Regions from separate parts of the Zea mays genome. Here regions 1 and 3 are each linked to region 2. Evidence: chromatin contacts called from public Hi-C data. All regions are on one chromosome and are shown on one strand. The core of a region is the stretch at or near the end of the contact, and the rest is flanking DNA. Distances in the headings are between cores, read along the strand shown.

Region 1 (4,365 bases), core at 184-2,683, 540 kb before region 2:
ATCGGCGATTAGCCTCTGATCGCCAGAAGGGCGATCAGCCGACTAATTACGATTAGTCGACGATCAGCCCGATTAATCGCTCTGCGCTCCCGAGGCGGCCTCCGTGCGCACTGCGCAGGTTCTTCGCGGCCGCCAGGACATGGCTTCAGGCTTTGAACTGCCGGTGGACAAACAGGCAACAACCACACGCCCATGGACATGGCTTCAGGCTTTGAACACTAGCACTAGCAGCCTAGCACTCGACTCCAATCCAAGTATCCTAACACCTGTAGAGATGAACGGGACTGGGGACGGGGGATAAGAGATGGACTGGTGCCCTGGTGGAGCCGTGGAGACTGAGAAGGGAATCGTACTTGCACGCTGGCGCCGCCGCGTCGGGGATGGAGGGGCCGAGTTGGACGATGTCACCGGTAGCGCGCCGCCGTCGCTAGGGTTCCTCAGTGGCGGCTCTATTCTTCACGAGTTCATGTGGCGTGGTACTGTCGTACTGGTGTGCCCGTGTTCACGGCTTCACGCGTTGCAGTTGCAGCTGCCTGTGTTCACGTGGGAAAAGGGAATATGGGCTGAGCTGGTGGGCCAAAATAGTTGGCAAGTCAAGTGGGCCACCGGGCCAAAATTCCAATTTTCAAAGCAGACGCGGGCCTGATCGTCCATGTGTTGATCTGACGATTAGTCGCGGTTAATCGCACTATCACTTATTTGATCACGCCGTTAGCCCTAATCGCCTCCGAAGTTATGATCAGGCGATTAATCGTCGATTAATCACGATTCGTGATTGATCGGGCGTTCTGAAAACGTGGTACCGGAGGAGGGCGAGGGCGGCAGTAGTTTGCACGTTGGGGCGCCACTTCGGTCGGAGCAGGAGACGGAAATTTATATGGCGAGCCGTCCCCCACCCCACCGAACGAGAGTTCGGATGCGCGCTCTGGTGTGCTGCTCGGCCGAAGAGCGCCAAGGTCGGATGCACGCTCTGGTGTGGATCCATTCCAACGATGTATGAAGCTTTCCTCGTCGCTTGAGCATGTGGGGCCAACTACAAAAAATAAGATGGACACATGGGAAAAAAGAGCGTCTAATCAAATGGGGAAAATAGATTCATGCCCACCGACGTCTTAGATGAACAAGCAAAAAAGACCATGGAAGAAAAATAAGATGAACACATGGGAAAAAAAGAGGGTCTAATCAGGAGTACTCTCTAATCATATCGACATAAAAACCAATTACTACCTCCTTCCCCAAATCTTCCCTTCATGAAGATGAGGGAAGATATATCCATGGCCATGGTCATCAATCAATTCTATACAAACAAAAAAACATCAATTAAAACAAACGATCTTACTGGCGTCTTGGATCATCTCTGAAAGTCGCCTAGAGGGGGTGAATAGGCGAAACTTGAAATTTATAACTTTAAACGCGCACTAAGGTCGGGGGATAGCGTTAGAATTAAATTCAAGTCGGGAAGAGAGGGAAAACAAATCAACCAAGAAATAAAGCGAGTGAACACGGTGATTTGTTTTACCGAGGTTCGGTTCCAAAGAACCTAGTCCCTATTGAGGAGGTCACAAAGACTGGATCCATTTCAACCCTTTCCCTCTCTCAAACGGTCACTTAGACCGAGTGAGCCTTCTTCCTTAATCTCACGGGTCACTAAGACCTCGCAAGGACTACCACACACTTGGTGTCTCTTGCCTCGCTTGCAAATCACTTGAGAATAAGAATGGGAAAAAAAGAAAGGCAATCCAAACGACAAGAACTCAAATGAACACAAAAATCTCTCTCTCACAAGCCACTAAGTGTTTGGAATGAATTTGGGGCTTAGAGGTGATTTGATCTTTTGTATTGTGTTTTGGAGTGAATGCTAGAGCTCTTTGTATTGAATGTGATCTTCAGAAAACTTGGATGCTCAATGTTGTGGTGGTTGGGGGTATTTATAGCCCCCAACCACTTAGGTAGCAGTTGGGGAGGCTGCTGGCGATGGGCGCACCGGACAGTCCGGTGCGCCACCGGACAGGCACTGTGCACTGTCCGGTTCCCCGCCATGTCACCCAATCGTTAGGGTTCAGAGCGAAGTCGATCGTTGGAGCTTTTTCCTCTTGCGGCATCGGATAGTCTGGTGCCACACCGGACAGTCCGGTGCCCTCTGACTTCGCGGCTCTGACTTCTGCCGCAGCACTGTGGCTCACTGTAGCACTTTGCAGAGTCGAACGTTGGCGCTGGATAGTCGTTGCCCGCTGGCTCATCGGACAGTCTAGTGGCACACCGGACAGTCCGGTGAATTATAGCGGAGCGCGCCTTCGTTTTCCCGAGAGTGGTTGGTTGACACCTGTACGGCCCTGGTGCACCGGACACAGTCCGGTGGCACACCGGACAGTCCGGTGCGCCATTTTTCAGCCCACTCGATTCCTTTTGCTCTTTTTAAATTGAGTCCCTAACTCGAATCTTTTATTGGTTTGTGTTGAACCTTATGCACCTGTAATACATGAATTCTAGGAAAAGGTTAACCCTATTTCCCTTTCAATCTCCCCCTTTTTGGTGATTGATGATAACACAAACCAAAGCAAATATAAAGTGTAGAAATGTAACTAGTTTGCATTTAGAATGTGCATAGGTTACTTGGGAGTTAAACCAATTGAATATCTCACTAAATATGAATGGATTGCTTTTTCTTTTATTTAACATTTTGGACCACATTTGCACCACTTGTTTTGTTTTAGCAAATACTTTTGGAAAATCTTTTCAAAGTCTTTTTGCAAATAGTCAAAGGTATATGAATAAGATTGCAAGAAGCATTTTTCAAGATTTGAAAACTCTCCCCCTGTTTCAAATGCTTTTCCTTTGACTAAATAAAACTCCCCCTGAATGAACTTCTCCTCTTAGAGGGTTTTGAAATAGATACCAAATTAAGGTTTGATTTTTAAAGATACCAATTGAAGGATTAATTGTAAATTAGATACCAATCGAAAATACCAAGTAAAACTTCATTTTGAAATTTTTTGAAATGGTAGTTGTGCGGTCCTTTTGCTTTGGGCTTAATATTTTATCCCCCTTTCGCATTAATCGCAAAAAACAGAGACTTCGAGAGCCCTTATAATACTTTCTCCCAAATGGTAATATAAATATGAGTGAAGGGTTATACCAATTGAGAGTGGAGAAACAACGACAAAGAGTAGATGATACCGTTAGAGATGGAGTGGAAGCCTTGTCTTTGCCGAAGATTCCATTTCCCTTTCAATCTACGACTTAGTATAGAAATACACTTCAAAGCATATTAGTCGTAGCCTTGGTACAAGAATAATAAGAAATATGCATTTGTACCAAAATGAAAGAGACATGATCAAAGGTATATAAATGAGCTATGTGCGCAATGTTTCAATCAAAATTGTGAGAATCAAGTATATTTAGCTCATTCCTAAGTTTGCTAATGGTGTTCTCATCTAGTGGCTTGATAAAGATATCAGCTAATTGGTTTTGGGTATTAACATAAGCAATTTCGATATCTCCCTTTTGTTGGTGATCCCTCAGAAAGTGATATCGAATGTCTATGTGCTTAGTGCGGCTGTGTTCAACGGGATTATTCGCCATGCGGATTGCACTCTCATTATCATATAGGAGAGGGACTTTGCTCAATTTGTAGCCATAGTCCCCAAGGGTTTGCCTCATCCAAAGTAATTGCGCACAACAATGGCCTGCGGCAATGTACTCAGCTTCGGCGGTGGAAAGAGCTACTGAGTTTTGTTTCTTTGAAGCCCATGACACCAGGGATCTCCCCAGAAACTGACAAGTCTCTAATGTGCTCTTCCTATCAATTTTACACCCTGCCCAATCGGCATCGGAATATCCTATTAAATCAAACGAGGATCCCTTGGGGTACCAAAGCCCTAACTTAGGAGTGTAAACTAAATATCTCATGACTCTCTTTACGGCTGTCGGAGAGGAAATCTCCGGGCGGGTGGCAGAGTGCACCCGCCCTAAATCCTAAGATGAGGAGGGGCCTAAGCGTTTGCTTGTTGCGAGATGAAGGAATGAACACAAGAACATGCAAGAGTTTAGAGTGGTTCGGGCCGCCGGAGCGTAATACCATACTCCACTGTGTGTTATATTGCTTGAGAGCTTGAGTTGTCTTGGATGACTTGGGTCTGTGTCCTCAAGATTGAGCTTGTGTTGTAACGTCGCATGCCTCCCCTTTTATAGCTAAAGGGGGACATGTACAAGAGTACTGAGCCCCGACATGTGGGCCCAAGAACATAGCGGATGTAGCTACTAATATCTTCTGCTGGAGCAATATTCTTGCGCCCTGACACCCGAAATCTGCGTGGTATCGGCGTGCTGGGGGAAGCTTCTCGCACAAGGGATGAGCACAGTGCA
Region 2 (4,712 bases), core at 92-2,591:
AAACCGAGGGCGGGCTTATCTCAACGGATTCTATAATCCCATCCTCCAGCTTTCAGTTTCGGGTGCATTACTCGCTGAAAAAGACCTTGTGGCCTTTGACCTCTATAAGAGCCCTGTTTCGGAACATATATTATATGGCGCCAATGGCGATGACTGAAAGTGAACTCAGAAAAGAATCAAGTCACACAGAAAAATATTATCTTTGAAGGAACGACTTTACCATGTGCTTACTGCTTACACAACAGACATTTTTTTTTCAACTGCTGAATTCACATTTTTTTTGTTTGCGGTGGACTTCAACCTTTCAGCCTGTTCGTTCCTTTAATCTATACCGGCTTCTACTGTTTCTATAGTGTTTTTGTCTCTATGGATTGCAGCGGTAGCAATCTAAACAGCCGGCTTTGTCTACATGAATTGGCTGCCACGATTCAATTCAAATGTGAGTTGTGAATTCAGATAAAAAGAGGCTTGTTCCTTCTGCAGCTACTAACTGTGGTGATTGAATGAACTAACCAGATATTTGTACCCCCACCCCACTGCATGCTTATCAAGACTCTAATGAAACCCAGAAGCCCAAATCAAGGCACCAACTGAGACGCCTTTTGCCATAAACAATCTGTTCCAGTAATGAAGATATGCTGCCTCTTTTCACCTAGTGGCAGGACTGATTGCCACACCAGTTGTACTTAACTAATGCGGTTATCTTAACCATGCCGGTTTGCCACTTTATGCCCAAGCACTCCCCCCCACTCACTAACGCACCACAAACTAACCCTCAAAATCTACCAAATTGGCCTATGCTTTCCCGTCAAAAGTCGGTCAAAAACTGCTTTCTCGCGCTCAGCTGATCGCCACCACAAACAGATGTGACCAGCGAACAAGAAACTGCAGGTTGTTCGAAACAAGGGCATCGTGTTTGTTTCACAGTTCTGAATTTAAACTGTTTCTTGTGAAATTCACTCCTAGCCTTGTTAGTTGCACATTGGATGTGCCACCTCGTTATATATATATATATATATATATATATATATATATATATATATATATATATATATATATATATATATATATATATATATATATATATATATATATATATATATATATATATATATATATATATATATATATATATATATATATATATATATATATATATATATATATATATATATATATATATATACACACACACACACACACATGCAGGGTGCGCCGGTAGTGGCAGCTGCGAACGGGACAAGGCAAGGGCGCAAGGCCAGCATGGCATTGGGCGTGGTCGGCCTTGTGCTGGCGTCGCCACTCTTGTTCTTGCTGACAAGGGCGGCATGGATCACTGTCTCCTGCTACTACCTCACGCCGGCGAGGATCCGGACGATCCTGGCCGGCCAGGGCGTCCACGGCCCGCCGCCGCGTCTCCTCGTCGGGAACCTCCACGACGTCTCTGCTCTCGTCTCCAGGGCCACCGCCGGTGACATGAGCTGCCTGAGCCACGACATCGTCGGCCGCCTTCTGCCCCATTACGTCCAGTGGTCCAAGATGTACGGTGAGTGGCTCACGATGCATTGCCGGCCGGGCGGTGGGTTCATGGTGCTGATGCTTGTCCGGCGGACCTGACCGGAGCCCGGAGGCTTTATTTGGTTGGCCTTGTGCAGGGAGGCGGTTCGTGTACTGGTACGGGAGCGAGCCACGGGTGTGCGTGACGGACGCGGGCATGGTGCGGGAGCTGCTGTCGTCGAGGCACGCGCACGTCACCGGCAAGTCGTGGCTGCAGCGGCAGGGCGCCAAGCACTTCATCGGCCGCGGCCTGATCATGGCCAACGGCGCCACGTGGTCGCACCAGCGCCACGTGGTTGCGCCGGCGTTCATGGCTGACAGGCTCCGAGGCAGGGTCGGCCACATGGTGGACTGCGCCCGGCGGACGGTGCGCGCGCTGCGGGAGGCGGTGGCGCGGGACGGGAACGAGGTGGAGGTGGGCGCGCACATGGCGAGGCTCGCCGGCGACATCATCGCGTGCACTGAGTTCGACACGACCTACGACACGGGGAAGCGCATCTTCCGGCTCATCGAGGAGCTGCAGCGCCTCACGGCGTGCTCCAGCCGCTATCTCTGGGTCCCTGGCAGCCAGTGAGCACCCCTTCCTTTTATTTTACACTATAACTGAATGCTCTGCTTCTGCCGCGTGCAAACAGAAACAGAGCATCGTCGAGACGACGGTGCCAGTGCACACTAACAAGTGGGACCAGGCCGCCGCACTGAAAAGTGTCACTGGATCCTGCTCGTCAGTGCACACACGCCTTTCATCAGTATACTTATTTATTTTATCAAATTCCAGGTATTTCCCAAGCAAATACAGGCGGGAAATAAAGCGTCTGAACGGGGAGCTGGAGCAGCTGCTCAAGGAGTCCATCCAGCGCAGCCGCGAGATCGCGGACGAGGGCCGGACGCCGTCGTCGGCGTGCGGCATGGGGCTCCTCGGTATGCTGCTGGCCGAGACGGAGAAGAACAGGAACAGGACGAAGTCTAGCAACGGCGAGCTGGGCCTGGGGTACGACGCCCAGACGATGATCGACGAGTGCAAGACATTCTTCTTCGCGGGGCACGAGACGTCGGCGCTGCTCCTCACCTGGGCCATCATGCTGCTCGCCACGAACCCTTCGTGGCAGGACAAGGCGCGCGCCGAGGTAGCGAGTGTCTGCGGCGACGCCCCGCCTACCGCCGACCACCTCCCCAAGCTCACCGTGGTAAGCAAAGCCAACGACTCCGATCCGGCGGTCCACGCCAGCCATTGGCCGGTTGTAACGTACGGCTTCGTGCATGCCAGCTGCAGATGGTGATCAACGAGACGCTCCGGCTGTACCCGCCGGCGACGCTGCTGCCGCGGATGGCGTTCGAGGACATCACTCTCGGCTCCGGCGCCGACGAGCTGCGCGTGCCCAAGGGCGCGTCGCTGTGGATCCCCGTGCTGGCCATCCACCACGACGAGGCCGTGTGGGGAGCGGACGCGCACGAGTTCAGGCCGGACCGGTTCGCGCCCGGGCGGGCCCGGCCGTGGGCGGGCCGCTTCCTGCCGTTCGCGTCGGGCCCCCGCAACTGCGTCGGCCAGGCGTACGCCATGGTCGAGGCCAAGGTTGTGCTGGCCATGCTGCTCGCGAGCTTCCGCTTCGGCATCTCCGACGAGTACCGCCACGCGCCCGTCAACGTGCTCACGCTCCGCGCGCGCCACGGCGTGCCCGTGCGCCTGCTGCCGTTGACGTGACGCGGGCGGCAGTAGGCCTCCCTCGCACTTGGGCTTGTGTTCTTGGTTCTTGAAAATTTTTGGGACATGTGTCTTTTAGTTTGTGCACTTGACTAGATGGCAGTAGCCTGGCATGTAGAAAATAACATAATACTACTTGGTGTCAACGTTTTGTTGGCGGTGTTTTTTTTTGTCACTGAGAAACAATCTTGCATAATGTATGAACAATCCAAAAGTGTAAATCAGTAAATGTCGCTGAGGGCAGACGGCATAGGAAATTCGCCGGAATTGATTTTCCCATTATTATAGGCCCTGTTTGATGGGATGCTGTACTTGATACCGTAGAACATCTCAAAATTGAACCAAACCTTAAAAAGCTGAACCCCATCTCCGTACCAAAACCCACTTGGGCAAATATGTTAGCGATGTCCTATCAACTCTGATAAGTTTGTTTGCGGGACAACTGGCTCGTCCCGATAATTGGAGACAACACTCGGATAGTCCTGTTTCAATCTTTAACTCTGAACCAAACAACTTTATTTAAAGGATCGTCCTATCTCATTTCATTCCGTCATTACAATGAAATGCACAGTAAAAAATTAGCTAAATTTACTAATTTAACTATTTTCTAAAATAGATTTTTTAAAAGATAGGCTAATCCAATAGACTCGGTAAAACCAAAAGAAGAATGGCGAGGGAGAATCTATTGGAGTTGGTTTTCTTTTAATAATAATTAAATTTATCTTTACGAAACAATTTAGATAGTTTTTTTTTGGAATAGCTTACAATGCCGTACAACTGCCGTTTATATTCATAAATTAAGTGAGAGCTTAATCTAGAGTCCTCGACAAAGGAATATATTTTTTCAACAAATCAATAGGCCTACGGGTCACCTACTTAATTAATGGGGTAAAATTTAAACTAATTTCATGAGGCAGGATAGTAGGCAGTGGAAATGGCTCATCAAATTTGTTTAAACTAAATGGCTCATCAAATTTTTTCATGAGACAGGATAGTAGTCACTAAACTAATTTCGAGTTCGATCGATTCCCGACAGCGCCAAACGTCATCCGTTGCGCCTGCAATATCAATCTTAGCATCGGCGGAAGCTAGAGCAGAATCGAGAGCGTGTGTGCTACTTCCTGTCTTCCTACTATAGCTGCATATGATGTTATATGATGTTTCCTAAACAAACATGTATATAATTTAAACGTAACACAATGAAAATGGTGTAGTGAGTTTTTTAAAAGAAACCCACGTAATAATATTTTATTATGAAGAGTGAAATAAAAATTCATCATAGCAAAAAGATAAGACACAAACTTTGTTTTTTCTAAAAAAATAAAGTATTGAAATTCAATAGTTTTCAAAACCAAATGCGTGCCATATAATGCTAATTGTTGGTCACTTGCTATGTACAATTAAAAACAAGGCATCACAATATTAAAAAGATAATCAACTTTCGTTCCTAAGC
Region 3 (4,671 bases), core at 280-2,779, 620 kb after region 2:
ATGGCCGACCAATCCAGCCGCTACCGCCTCCCCCACCTCGAGGAGAACCTAATGAGCCTAGGAAGCCTCAGCAGCAGGAAGGGGGTAGAGGCAGAGCTTTCCTGCGCATCAATAGGGAGGTCAATGCCATATTCGGAGGCCACGCGCGCAAGAAAGCAAAATGCAACAAAAACTTAATGATCGGCAAGTTCTAGTGGCCACAAACAGCGCTCTAGCTCCTTTCCGATGGTCAGAGCACACAATATCCTTCAGCCGAGCTGATCAGTGGCTTAACTTCGATCACCCCGACAAATACCCACTACTCGTCGACCCTATAATCTAGGAAAGTCGTGTTAAGAAGGTACTGGTGGATGGTGGTAGCAGCATCAACGTCACCTTTCCCCGAACGCTTCAGGCCCTAGGGGTCACCATCGATGATCTCACTGAGTCGAATACTCCTTTCTTTGGGATCGTGCCGACTGAAGGGGAGTACCCAGTAGGACACATCTACATGTCTGTCACCTTTGGAACCCCAGAGAACTACCGAACTGAGTTCCTGAGGTTTGAGGTGGCGTGTTTCGACTGCGGGTACAACGCCATTATTGTGAGACCGCGGTTGGCGAAATTCATGGACATCCCACACTTCCCATATATGATACTGAAAATGTCAGGTCCTAAAGGGATCATCACCGTGCGTGCTGACTTCGAAGGCGCCACAGAATGCTTCTGTGGTGCCATTCAGACGGCTCTCACTGCTGGGCCCTCGGTAGCCCTTCCCGCACAAGTTGATGGAAAGCCGGTGGAAGAAGATTTTACAATCCCTCCGAATAAAGCCCCGGTCGTGACCTCTATGCGGTCGATCGAAGAAACTAAAAGAATCAACCTTGGATTCTCAGACGAACGCAAGACCACAGTCATCAGTTCCAGCCTCGACGACCAATGGGAAAGCGCGCTCGTCCAGTTCCTCCAAGATAATCGTCCAGTTCGCATGGCAACTGTAACACCCCAGAATCATATTTTGGGTAATTTAGGAAAAGTTATTCCAAGATGTTAAATAAATCCATGTGTGTATAATAAAGAAATTAAAGTGACCAAATGAAAAGTGAAAAGATTTTCATATGAAATAAATTACTTATTTGAATAATATATTTAAGAGACATTCTCTAGAATGTATAGGGTAAATTATCTTTCAGTAAAAGTCACATGATAGATATTATTGTCCTAAAATGAATCCTTTTTTATTCATCATATGAGTTGTATGTTTAAAAGCATGTGCAAAAAATAATGAATAAATAAAATTGTACTTTTGCATTCATATTGGGATTTTTGGCTGGTGCATTTAGTTGGATACTCAGACCTTGATTTGAGTTTATTAATTTGTTTGAAAATCAAACTTGAAAATAGAAAATAAAAGGAAAACAGAAAAATACAAGGAAAAAGGAAATCATTGTTTGGGCCCATTTCCCAGTCGGCTTGCTCACCCTCACCCTTGTCTTGGCCAAATCTCAAAAGGCCTCGTGGCCCAGCCTTGCTAATGCGCGTGTCTGGGTGTCACCTGCCACTACACAGTGGGGCTGCTGGGACAGCATCCCTGCCATGCTCTCACTCGCGTCCTTCGCTGGCAGGCGGGGCCGGGTGGTCAAGATCGTCTTCAACCGAACCCGGTGCAAGCTCTCCGCCGAGTATCTCGCGCCTGCCCCAACCATCGCTCGCGCTAGGCTTCTTCCTAGGCGGAGCATATATGAGGAATCCCGTGCCCCTCTCCTCATTCATCGGTGTTGTCGACCGTGGGCCGCCAGCGCCGCTGTGAGGACCCGGGATGCCGCCACGGGAGAACCTGGGAACACCATCGCTCGAGCTCGGGCGTATGGTCTGGGCGACTCTCTAGGGTGCGTCGATGGCGCCTGCGACCTCGATGTGCTCGGATCTTGTGCTAACGATGGCGGATTGTTCACTGATGAACTATCTCCATCGCGTTACCACACCTCATCTTGGGCAACACCGTATCCACCGCCGCCGCCGGTGAGACCCCTCTCGGCATGTTCGCTATCTTCCCCTCTAAGTTTAGCACCGATCAATTTCAAGGTTGGGACGGTTTGGCGTCACATTGTGTGGCCGCCGGTGAAGCTCCGCCGCGGGTATGCCTTGCGGCGCCGCCGTGTTCGGCTGGGGTTGGTGGCGTGGTCTCGTCCGTCGATCGCTTGGTTAATGGCTAGGATTGATTCTAGAGTTACTGGTTCAGAAATAAAATCTGGTCCATCGATACAGGATCGTGCGGCCGATGGTGGGTATCGGTTCGGATTTTGATCTCGACCGTCCGATCCAAATTATGCGCGTAAGATTTGATCTCAGTGTTTAAAATCTGGGTCGTTGATCTCGAGATCATTGATTCTCAGTGCATACCGGTTCGATTAAATAGCGATCTAATCGGTGCCATCCGTTGGTGATTGAACGGATCTCATTGGTCGGTACCCCTTTGCCATAGCAATTTCGCTTATAAGCCCCTGTAGTTTTTAGGAATAAACATGCTAACCAATTTCAGTAGTACAAAAATATGATTAAAATGAGTACTTTGCAGTTTAGACCCAGGAAAGTATTTATACTGTAATAATAATAGTAAAGTGACCTAGGAACCTATTTAATTCATAACTATTCCATAGTAACTCTGATTTGACCCATTTCAGTTGCGTTAGCTTCACAATAAAACTGTTTACACGTTAAAAACATTGTCTATATCATTCCACATACTTTTATAAATGAATATTTATTTGACTTATGGTAGTGAATTAATCATTCTAGTTAAAAGTCAATCTGACTATAATCATAATCTAGCTAAGATATGGTCTCTACTCAAGTTATAACTTAGTTTAAAAAAATTGAGTTAGTTATTCATTAATAATATTCTTCTCACATGATTTATATTAATTAACATATAATTTATCTTTTATTGTTTAATCACCTAAATCTTTGGAAAATCATATCCTCTTAACCGTAACTCTGAATTTAGTGGTTCTCGAACCTACGTCCTCATAGCAATGCATAGAATATTATTATGCAGTTTGTCCTTATGTTTGGTATGATGTTAAATTTGCCTATACACTGTTTGTTTGTATTGCTACGAGTCACTTGAGGAGTAAGTTGGTACCTGGGAATCTTGAGTCTCAGGCAAGTTGTGCCCTTGATCACTTTTCTCTACCTAATAATGTTCATGTTAATCACTGTGATATACTCAGGTTAATTTGATGGGACCTAATAGGTTTCCCAAGCATTATTTATTCCCCACCTTGCAAACAGATGAATTATTGGGTATATTTACTATTTCTCTATCTGGTTTTGGGAAACTAATGTTTTATTATGATCATGTTCCAATTATGTTGTAGTTTAATTACTGTTCATGATAAGATCATATTGTTAATTGGAACATGGAAAACCACCTGAGAAAATAGTGCTACCACAAGGGTGGAATGGGACACCCTTATCCAAGTAATTAAGTAAGCTAGGGAGAGATTACCTTACCCAGAAGCGGCAAGCGGGGAGGCGTCGCTGCTAGAGTACATGGAGGTCCTCGGGTCGAGCTATTTGTAAAGCTTTTTGGACGAGGGATTCCTATGCTTCCTTCTTCCTGAATCCATAGCGGGTTTTCTCGAACTAGTAGAACTTTGGAAAGGCCTTGTAGTGCTACCCTGCCTCGCTTCCTTGGTAGAGGTGTATGGGGTCCGTACAACCCCGTGGCAAATGGGTAACACGACTTGTGGGTAAAGATGCACAACCTCTGCAGAGTGTAAAACTGGTATATCAGCGGTGCTCACGGTCATGAGCGGCTCGTATACTCACATGATTAACTTATGGAATTAAACTTAATTTGTCATATGCATTGCATTGTGGGTGTTGTTATTAATCTTGAACTCTTATTTAATTGGGTTGGTATCTACTTATACCTAGTAACTGCTAATAAAATTTTGACCAACTTTAAAAGCAATGCTCAGCTTTAACCATCCTCTTTGGTAAGCCTTACACTTCACATGAGCTCCATCCTTTGGTGAGTTCATGCACATTATTCCCCACGGCTTGTTGAGCGATGAACGTATGTGGGCACACCCTTGCTGTACTCGGGATCGTATCATGTGTTCATCGAGCTCCCGTGCACATGTGAGCACTTTTAATCTGGACCATCCCTTCCTCATCCAACGTCCAGCGACATTTTTACAGATACACCCTCCCACGTAGGTCCTGTAGTCTCTGGTTTGCCCGTGGACCGGACCGGACTGAACCGGGCACCCTGCGCTCTGCTCCCAAATCGATCGTCGTCCTCCCCGCCAGTCCTGTCTGCCGCGTGCTCAAGTCCCCTGCCAGCGCTGTCCATGTGGCTGTTCGAGCTCGCCATGGCCACCCAGGCCGCCAGAGGCGCCACGACCACGGGCGGAGGCGGAGGTCCCACGACCACGCGGAGGCGGAGGCGGACGCGGGACTGCCCACCGGCGTCACAGCTAGCGTCAGGAAGAGCCAGCGACAGCGAGAGTTGGTGCGGTCGTCATCAGTCACAGGCGTCGTCCGTTTCTGCCGCCCACGCTCGATCCCATGTGCAGAGGAATTGTTAAGTTCATTTTTTTCTGAAATTTTAGCTATGGAAAACGAAATTGTTAACTTCAATTTTTTCCTGAAATTTCTAAAATTTCAGGTGGAGGATTCAAG

The links. A called contact is a pair of places that touch in the nucleus more often than the background predicts.
Region 1: a contact with region 2 is called in a Hi-C map of tassel, with 5 times the contacts expected there. The contact joins the promoter of LOC109946029 here to the promoter of LOC100280269 in region 2. A contact is called at or near these places in 3 of 25 Hi-C or Micro-C datasets (ear, leaf and tassel).
Region 3: a Hi-C map of ear shows a contact between it and region 2, with 1.9 times the contacts expected there. The contact joins the enhancer-like site here to the promoter of LOC100280269 in region 2. A contact is called at or near these places in 3 of 25 Hi-C or Micro-C datasets (ear, endosperm and tassel).

What each region holds. Positions count from the first base shown.
Region 1 is chr4:85,290,070-85,294,434 of Zm-B73-REFERENCE-NAM-5.0, reverse strand. LOC109946029 reads right to left here and starts at 1,433. Exons shown (of 7, transcript XM_020552568.2): 1 at 1-1,433.
Region 2 is chr4:84,747,532-84,752,243 of Zm-B73-REFERENCE-NAM-5.0, reverse strand. It overlaps LOC100280269 (putative cytochrome P450 superfamily protein), which reads left to right and starts at 1,341. Exons shown (of 3, transcript NM_001153197.2): 1 at 1,341-2,127; 2 at 2,336-2,744; 3 at 2,825-3,433. The coding sequence starts at 1,715. The coding sequence ends at 3,259.
Region 3 is chr4:84,129,674-84,134,344 of Zm-B73-REFERENCE-NAM-5.0, reverse strand. LOC103655377 (protein FAR1-RELATED SEQUENCE 5-like) reads right to left here. Exons shown (of 3, transcript XM_020551852.1): 3 at 4,116-4,671. The coding sequence ends at 4,626. Among protein-coding and RNA genes, the nearest start is that of LOC103655377, 5.6 kb to the right of the region's middle. Within about 2 kb of position 1,529, at least 18 of the 20 cell types and tissues checked have an H3K27ac peak or open chromatin away from gene starts, as enhancers often do. A contact at or near this core is called in ear, endosperm and tassel, where this site is marked.